3 separate regions of the Sus scrofa genome follow, and regions 1 and 3 are each linked to region 2. A link is a contact called in public Hi-C and HiChIP or PLAC-seq data. All regions are on one chromosome and are shown on one strand. Each heading gives the region's core, a stretch centred on a gene start, on an enhancer-like site or on the middle of the called end of the contact. The rest is flanking DNA. Distances are from core to core; before and after follow the strand shown. Region 1 holds the start of SMARCC2 (SWI/SNF complex subunit SMARCC2). Region 2 holds the start of RPS26 (ribosomal protein S26). Region 3 holds the start of ORMDL2 (ORM1-like protein 2).

Region 1 (2,700 bases), core at 118-2,617, 160 kb after region 2:
AGATCAAAGGTAAGAAGCCTGGGAACAAGAGTCTCACACTGGGGTACAGAAAAGCCACACACCCAGCAGCTGTTTGTCAGGATCCTGACACCTGAGAGGAGAGACCTTCCAGAACAGGGCCAGGCTCCTGACCAGGATCAGAGGGGCATTCTCCTAAACCGCCCATCATGCTTCTGACAGGCTGCAAAGCTGAGCAGGAAGAACTGGGGAGCTGAAGGAAAGTCAGAAAGAGAACCCCTAACTGGGGGTAGTGAGAGGAAGAGAGAGGCAGACGGTTTCCAGAGAAAAACCCTATGTAGCAATGTTCCTTTCAACCAGGCCTAAAGACAAAGACACCACCAGGAACAGGTTTGGTAGAAGACAGGTAAGGCTTCTTGAACCCTTTGTTCACTACCTTATTATGTCCTGTTATGGCGTGGGGGGCTACAAACATAAAGTGTATCCTGGTCCTGAACCCCAAACCCAAGGCAAGGCACGGCCAGGTGGTGGGGTGAGTTCATTGTGACCCTGAAAATGGTTTTAGAAGGGGTAGCTGCCTGGAACTCCTACACTCTGCCTTCCAAAGAGGTTCTGTTGGAGCGGTAGAGACAGGTGATCTCGGGGTGGGGGCCTTTCTCAGGCTGATGAGCAGTCAAGGGCCTGCTCTGTGGCTGTTTACCCTTCTGCTTTCATCATCTCTCTCTGAACATACACAAAGCACAGGAGAGGCCTCAAACCTGCTGGTACCTGGCTCCGTGGGGAGCTCTGGCGGGCACCGTGGCGGGCACGTTGTAAGGGCGGGGGGTAGGGGGGGTGCCCATTCGGCACCGGGTCCACCCTGGCCGTCTCTCCCGGAAAAGCCCGGAAGGCGATGGCTTGGATGGGTGGGCAGCTGGCACCGGGACCCGCCGGGGCAACGGAGAAAAACAAGGGGCAGAGGGCGCAGCCGTGGGGGCGGGGGTTGGAATCAGCGGCTGGGGGGGGCAGTAAAAGAGGTTGGGGGAGGGGCGCGGGGCGGCGGAAGGCGCGCAGGGGCTGCTACGGCCGCCGCGGGGGAGGGGCCGCGGGCCGCGGGAGGGTGGGCAGGATCCGGGGGGCCGCGGGGCCGCGGTCCCTTTGTCCCGCCCCCAGCCCCCGCGCGGCCCTGCTCACGTACCTTCTTGTAGTTCTTGCCAAGCCAGAGCCGCACGTTGTCGAACTGGGTCACGGTGTCCGCGGCCTCGTAGTACTTCACGTTGGGGCCGCCGTCCTTCTTCCGCACCGCCATCTTCTCGGGCTCGGGCCCCGCCGCCGCCGCCGCCGCCGCCGCCGCCGAGGCCGCCCGCCCCGCTCAGCTCAGCTCCCGCCTCCTCCGCCTCCTCCTCCGCCCGCCTCCCGCCGCCTCCCGCCGCCGCGGCCGCCGCCTCCCGCCGCCTAGGCCGGCCCCGGCTCGCGCAGCGCCCCCTGCCGGCCGTCAGGGCGCGGCGGCGGCGGCGGCGGAGCCCCGGGAGCGGGGCGGACCCTGGCGGCCTCCCCGGCGGCGGCGGCGGCGGAGGCCAGAGCTTTGGGGAGGAGGCTGCTTCCTGGAGGGGGCGCACACTCCCCTGAGATCCCTTTTTAACTGAAGCCTTTTCTTGCTTCTCAGCCGGGGGAGCGGGGTACACTCTGTACCACGCCAAAGCGTTGCCCCTGCCTAAGGAGCCCCCAGCCCATGACTGCGACTGCTTTCGTAGCTATTAAACCGACAGAGTTCCTAATTCCAAGGAACCCCAGGTCTTTTTCCCCAAAAAGATCCTTCCTTTCATCCATCCCCAAGAGACTCCCGTTTAAACTCTCCGGAGCCTCCATCGCTCCTAACTCCTTGTCCCAGGTACCCCTCTCACCCCATAACCCGAAGAATCCCGGAGCCGCTACCGTGGGACCCAGCCCCTTTCCCCCAACCGCTTCCTCTGCAGGCCTCGCCATCGCCTCCTAAATAGCTTGGCGCTCCTTAAGACCCTCGTCTTCGCTGGGTGGGAGCCCCTCCCTCCTAGGGTCACCCGGTCCGCTTGACTCTTCCTTTGAGCCGCATGGAGGAAGCGGTAAGGAGCGGGGTGGGAGGAGGTCATTGGGTTGTGTATTAGGCCTGGCCCAGCTTCTCGCTGTCACACGCCCTTCCTGGTCGCTATGCGGACCCCTTCTGTAAGCGCGCGGCGAAGAACAGCTTCGTGAGTCACGGTGGCCGAGTGGTTAAGGCGTTGGACTCGAAATCCAATGGGGTTTCCCCGCACAGGTTCGAATCCTGTTCGTGACGGTCACTTTTTTTCCCCTTTATACGGAGACTCTAGTCTTGCCACCTGCCCTTCAAGCACTTCGTGTCTCGGAAACAGGGGCCAGAAGGTCCCAATCCTGGATTTGTGTGGGATGAGGGTAATCATGAGAAGCGTGATTATGCACAACCAACTCTGTTAGCTGCGAGGATGCAAGGCACTTTCAGAGTTCCGTAACTTCAGGTTTGCAAGCAGAGTTTTGGCATACGTTGTTTCATTCTTTAGGGAGGGCAGAGCAAAGGATTTGGTTGAAGAAGAGTTAAGTTTTGTTGGGAATGTCAGTGCTTGTGCTAGTATAGTCAAAACTAGAATTCCCAGGTAAAGAGGGCACCTCTGGAGTTCATGAACAGATGTCCCATCTTGTAGATCTTATTAGAATGAAGACCCAGAGGCATTCCTGCTGTGGCTCAGCGGTTAACGAATCCGACTGGGA
Region 2 (2,700 bases), core at 167-2,666:
TGGTCCTTGTCAGTGGGTTTAATGATCCAGTATTGCCGTGAGCTGCAGTGTAGGTTGCAGAGGAGTCTTGGATCTCGTGTTGCTGTGGCTGTGGTGTAGACCAGTAGCTGCAGCTCTGATTCAACCCCATCCTGGGAACTTCCATATGCCTTGGGTGCAGCCCTAAAAAGAAAAAAAAAAAGAAAGAAAGAAAAAAAAAAAAGAGGTAAATGGAACTTAAACATAAATAACAAGGTACATTTCAATAGGAGGCCAGAGTCATCAATGAGTGGTGAAATCACCTTAATGGGAATTGATGAACACTTATTAAAATAAAATAGAAAATACCAGCGCACCTTATGTCATAAGGGCTTTGTTTCATGAAATTTTTGTTTCAGTTTTGTGTGTGTGTGTGTGTATTTGTATTTGTATATGTATTGAGTACCAAAGTAAAATATATTTTTACTAGGAGTGTAAGTCAAATCATTTAGGTCACCAGTCCAACTTATACCTCCATCCACTTATTTGTTTCTTAGGTAAGAGAAAGCATAGTACAGTGGAGCCAAGAAACCTCTTACTAGCTCCCTGTAACTTTGGGCAACCTCAGTTTTAACCTCTCTACTCCTCAGTTTTTCAATCTGTCGTGGGATCCCTGAACCTCTAGGGAATTCCCATGTAATGTAAGGATAATATTAGAAGCTTCCTTGTAGACTTGTTGAGGGTTAACTGAGTTAATATTTATACAGTGCTTACTACAGTGCCTGGCACTATGTTTGCAAGATCCAGGAACAAAAAGGTGAATGAGAAATAGCCCTAGCACCGATGCACTTGTCCATGACTCCTCCCTGCTGGGTTTTCTCAGTATTAGAAGGAGGAACTAATAACATGTTTTATTCTTCCCCCAGCCTCCCGCCCCCAACATCTTCCTTTTCTGTCATGCACCAAAGAAACGAGCAGAGAGCGTCCCCCAGTGGCCGGTGGAGTGATGTCGCCTTCCGTTTAAGGGCTTGGGGCCTGGGGACTGCCAACTCCGCACTACAACTCCCACCATGCATCTCTTCCCCTCCGACCTCTAATAGGCAGTGTGACAAGCGGTCTTGCGCCGGGCAACTTCCCCGCCTTGCGTCGCAAAATACAGATAAATGCCCAGAATTACGTCCGGGGTAAGGTGTTGCAAAGGTTGCTGGGAAACACATAACCGTAATTTTCTTCCGCCAGCAGGTTAAATAGTCCCTTGGTCACTTTGTGCCACGGAAAAATAAACTCGAGAAACACCTTTCTACCATAGATTTCAGCAGAAACGCTGAATAATAAATAACATTTGAATAAAGGTGATTGCCGTCCTTGGCGTGCGTCCAGGAGCCGTCTAGGAGGAATCCCTCGGCGTGAGCGGAGGGATCTCGCACTATATAAGAGAGCCGAGCCGTTGGCCACTTCCTCTCTCGCGTCTTCGCTTCCAAGATGGTGAGTTATGGCGCGTGGTGAACGATTGGGGCCGGGTGAAGGCTGAGTGTGAGCCAGATGAGATTGTGGGGGTTTTAAAACCTGGACTACGGTGAAGGAATGGAAAGAGCATATGTTTGTTCCAGGCTTGGGGGGGTTTGCGGAGGGACTGGAGATCTGAGTGGCTCTTCTGGTGGTTGCCGGCGGGAAATGTGGCCGGAAGGGGTCTAAGGCTGGGTAAGTTGCGAGCCCTTCTTAATGGTGTTTTCATCCTGATGCAGACCAAGAAAAGAAGGAATAATGGCCGTGCCAAAAAGGGCCGCGGCCACGTGCAGCCTATTCGCTGCACCAACTGTGCCCGATGCGTGCCCAAGGATAAGGCCATTAAGAAGTTCGTTATTCGGAACATTGTAGAGGCCGCGGCGGTCAGGGACATTTCCGAAGCGAGCGTTTTCGATGGTGAGTGAGCTCCCGGGGCGAATCGGTATCTTAATATTTAAGAAGTGTAATTTTTTTGTGGCGCGTATTCGATCCCTGGCCGAGGAACTTCCACATGAGGCCGAAAGCTGTACATACATACTTTAAGACCTAAAACCACCTCTCCCCGCCAACCCGTGCGGTGCACAGGCTTTGTCGTAGTAGTGTCCGAGCAATCTCCTTGTGTTTTTAAGGTTGTCGGTAGAAGAGAATTGAATCTTTGCTGCGTTTGCCACTTTGAGCTGTGTCTGGGGAGGGAGCCTTTTTGTGGTAGTGCTCACTGAGTCATTTAAGAAAGGAAGCATGTCTACTTAGGTTCACGAGGGTGATCTTTGGAGCAATATGATGTTGTTTTAATCGTTTTTCTTTTTAGAGACAGTGAGCTTTTTTAGGCGGGGGCCCTGGACGGTGTTAGGGCTGATGTGATTGTTGAAGAAACTAGATTCTTGGTGGTATAACATCTGTGGTGTGAATTTGATTCCCATGATGACAGGATGGGTTAGTAAGGGGGTGTTTATTCGTGAAACTATGTTTTTAGGTGTCAGAAAGTGAATAGTAGCTCTTTGGAGTGAAATCTTGTAGATATGCCTAAATGAGTTTGTTTACTTTTTTGTTTTTGTTTCTTTGCCATTTCTTGGGCTGCTCCTGCGGTGTATGGAGGCTAGGGGTCGAATCAGAGCTGTAGCTGCCAGCCTTCGCCAGAGCCACAGCAACACGGGATGCAAGCCGCTTCTGCAACCTACACCACAGCTCACGGCAACACCGGATCGTTAACCCGCTGAGAGGGGGCAGGGATCGAAC
Region 3 (2,700 bases), core at 122-2,621, 170 kb before region 2:
ACAAAACAAAACTCATCAAGCTTTAAAGAATCGGTTTTCAGCTTGGGCTAAATCAGCCTGGTTTGCCAAAGGTTCCCCAGGATGTGACCAAAATATGTGATGGGGAAACTACTTGTGAAGCACAAATGGACAACTAATCAAGATATTCTCTATTAATTCACCTTAAAAGAAACTACTCTTTTCTTCCAGGAAAATAATAATCTAAATACGAAAAAGCTATCAAGATTCCCAAGACCCAACTTAAAACGGCTTCTGTGATTGAGTGTCACCCAGTGGTGACACCAAGAGATGCAGGGTCCACCTGCGATATGAATTGGGACAGAGGTAACCCTAGCCTTGGAAATATTTTCCCAAAATATTACAGCTCTGAGTAAGCCATCTTCCAGGTGGGATGTGGGGGTGGGAGGGAGGCTGGCAGACGGAGAACTGAGAGAACTCAAAACTTGTCAATCTGGAGTATCTGCCTTCACTACCTCTTTAGGTCTCCTAAAGTCCAGGGCTCTAAGGGGTTGGCCTATCTTCGGAGGCCTCTCCTCAGGTTTCAAAGTTCGCCCGGGGGCGTCCGACCACCTAAAACAAGGGGGTGGAAGCATTTTCTGGGTCAAGTTTGAGACCTAGCTAGAAACAGACCAAGTGCCATCATCTGCTACCGGGAATCTAAGCTTTGGACAACAGAAAAGCGCCAACCCAGGGAAGAAAAAGGGGTCTAGAGCCCGGCTCGGGGCCAAGAGGGGACCACTGACGTAATCCCGTCTGAAGAGAAACAAGAGAAGAGGTTGAAGGCACTTACACGACCCGGTGGGAGAAGTGTCGGACGACACAACGCTGGAGGAGGGAGCTGAAGTAACAAGTAAAGATACAGGAAAATCGTGAGGTGAAATGGGAAATCAGGGAAGGCGTAGTGGGAAAGGAGGAAGGCACAAAAGAACTACGGAGGGAGCCAGGAAAAGAAGTGAAAGAGCCTGAAAGGAGAATATTCAGGAAAAGGCGCAAGCCAGCCGGCAGAATTCGGCCTCCGGAAAAGTCCGACCCGGCCCTTCCCCCTTCCCGGTACCTTCAGCTTATGGAGCTCCACCGTCTCGGTCGCCATCTTGTTACCCCTCCACTCCGCCAGGCCCCCACCCGCTGCCTCCGCCTCCGGGCGCTCCCGCCTCGGCGCCGACAGCCAAGGCCAACCAATCGCTGTGGCTCTTACTCCCGCCTCCTACCATCAATTCTTCCCATTAGTCAAGAGCTGGCGTCGCCCTCACCCCTCCAAGCGGCTTTCTCCACCTCTCTCAAAAGGCGGAACGGGGAGTAGGGCGGGTTCGGCACTTTACGAAAGACGGAAATGGCGATCAATTGTGAGTCCGTATGGCAGACCGGCAGCCAATGGGTGGTAGCGGCGCTGACTCTGCTCCACCAATAGGGAGAGCGCAGATGGCCGGGGCGGCTGCTTCCTGGAGACCGCAGGTGTAGGAGGAAGAAGCAGAGCGCCCCGAGCCGGACGGGCTTCTGAATCTGGCAGGTAAGGGTTCTGAGAAATTAGAAATGGGTCCTAAGGAAAAATGGTGGGAGGCGGAGGAAGAAGGAGGCCGGGGGTGGGGGGTGAGGGGTGGGTGGCGGCGGCGAACTACAGACCGAGAGTGGAGTGCTGAAGACTACGCTGAGAGCCGAAGAAGAAAGCTGGGAGGAGCAAGGGGCGGGTTCAATACCAGAGTTTAGGGAATTATAGGTAGAGGGCGGAGAGAGCTGCTTGCTAACCAGGCGTCATCAACTTTACGGCTAGCACGATTTTAAAGGGCCAAGTTCAGACCATCAGGGCTCCCCCTGGAGTTGGGACCATCTCTCGAAACACTCAGCTCAGGTCTCTTCCAAATTCAGCGCCAAAGCCCTGGGCACATTCTTGCAGCACCCCACACTTGAAAGAAGGAATTGGGATGCCGCCTGCTTACATGCCAAAGACATGAGTGACAGGACGGGGCGAGCCCCAGAGGAAAAGATAGAGATTAGATTAGAAAAAGTAGCTTTACCCTCCCATCCCTCCTTAATGGTGGTTCCTTGGTTGTTTTCCATGATACTCTTTTACAATTTTGGGTGTACTGTAATGTCTTCATTGTTCCTTATTAACTTCTTAAGGAAAGTAATACCCGTCCCCAAGCCTGGGCTTACTCCAAGTTACATTTAAAGGGCTCAGAAGAAAGTTTACCATACTATGTCTCCAAGATGTAAAAAGGACTCTTCTTGCCTTGTAAATTTTTCCTCCCGAGTCTTCAGTTTTTCTTTGTGCATGATGGGGAAGTCCTTTCATCCCCAGTACAATCCAGGGGATTTTGGCTCTTTAGGAGACAACTTGGAGGAACAGACGCAGAGGGGTTGAGAGGAGATTAAGTTGGACTCCTACCTGATCCCCCACTGTGGTAGGATGAATGTGGGGGTGGCACACAGCGAAGTAAACCCCAACACTCGAGTGATGAATAGTCGGGGCATCTGGCTGGCCTACATCATCTTGGTAGGACTGCTGCATGTGGTTCTACTCAGCATCCCCTTCTTCAGCATTCCTGTTGTCTGGACCCTGACCAACGTCATCCATAATTTGGTAAGCACTAAACCATGCCCTTTTACCCACTCTACGCCTTTCCCACTCAAAAACAAAATCACCAGTTATTTGGGATTTCTGTCTTCCTTTGGGGAACTTAGCATACATACTTCTTGGGCTGA

What was found. Hi-C and Micro-C count contacts between places; a contact is called where the count stands out from the background. HiChIP or PLAC-seq counts read pairs in DNA pulled down with a chosen protein or histone mark.
Region 1: an H3K27ac HiChIP or PLAC-seq map of alveolar macrophages shows a contact between it and region 2. The contact joins the promoter of SMARCC2 here to the promoter of RPS26 in region 2. A contact is called at or near these places in 1 of 47 Hi-C or Micro-C datasets (heart right ventricle) and 1 of 2 datasets of contacts at active chromatin or transcription factors (alveolar macrophages).
Region 3: a Hi-C map of epiblast stem cells shows a contact between it and region 2, with 3 times the contacts expected there. The contact joins the promoter of ORMDL2 here to the promoter of RPS26 in region 2. A contact is called at or near these places in 3 of 5 promoter capture datasets (fetal liver, fetal skeletal muscle and liver), 5 of 47 Hi-C or Micro-C datasets (embryonic fibroblasts, epiblast stem cells, fibroblasts and 1 more) and 2 of 2 datasets of contacts at active chromatin or transcription factors (alveolar macrophages and skeletal muscle).

Annotation. Positions count from the first base shown.
Region 1 is chr5:21,585,410-21,588,109 of Sscrofa11.1, forward strand. SMARCC2 (SWI/SNF complex subunit SMARCC2) reads right to left here and starts at 1,368. Exons shown (of 29, transcript XM_001929168.6): 1 at 1,136-1,368. The coding sequence starts at 1,246. It overlaps TRNAS-CGA (a tRNA gene), which reads left to right and starts at 2,170; the gene lies at 2,170-2,251.
Region 2 is chr5:21,430,240-21,432,939 of Sscrofa11.1, forward strand. It overlaps RPS26 (ribosomal protein S26), which reads left to right and starts at 1,417. Exons shown (of 4, transcript NM_001097481.2): 1 at 1,417-1,443; 2 at 1,704-1,881. The coding sequence starts at 1,441.
Region 3 is chr5:21,260,763-21,263,462 of Sscrofa11.1, forward strand. ORMDL2 (ORM1-like protein 2) reads left to right here and starts at 1,372. Exons shown (of 4, transcript XM_003126257.5): 1 at 1,372-1,507; 2 at 2,325-2,578. The coding sequence starts at 2,405. SARNP (SAP domain-containing ribonucleoprotein) reads right to left here and starts at 1,675. Exons shown (of 11, transcript XM_003126256.4): 1 at 1,055-1,675. The coding sequence starts at 1,090. It overlaps LOC106510299 (a long non-coding RNA gene), which reads right to left and starts at 1,048. Exons shown (of 3, transcript XR_001308700.2): 1 at 474-1,048.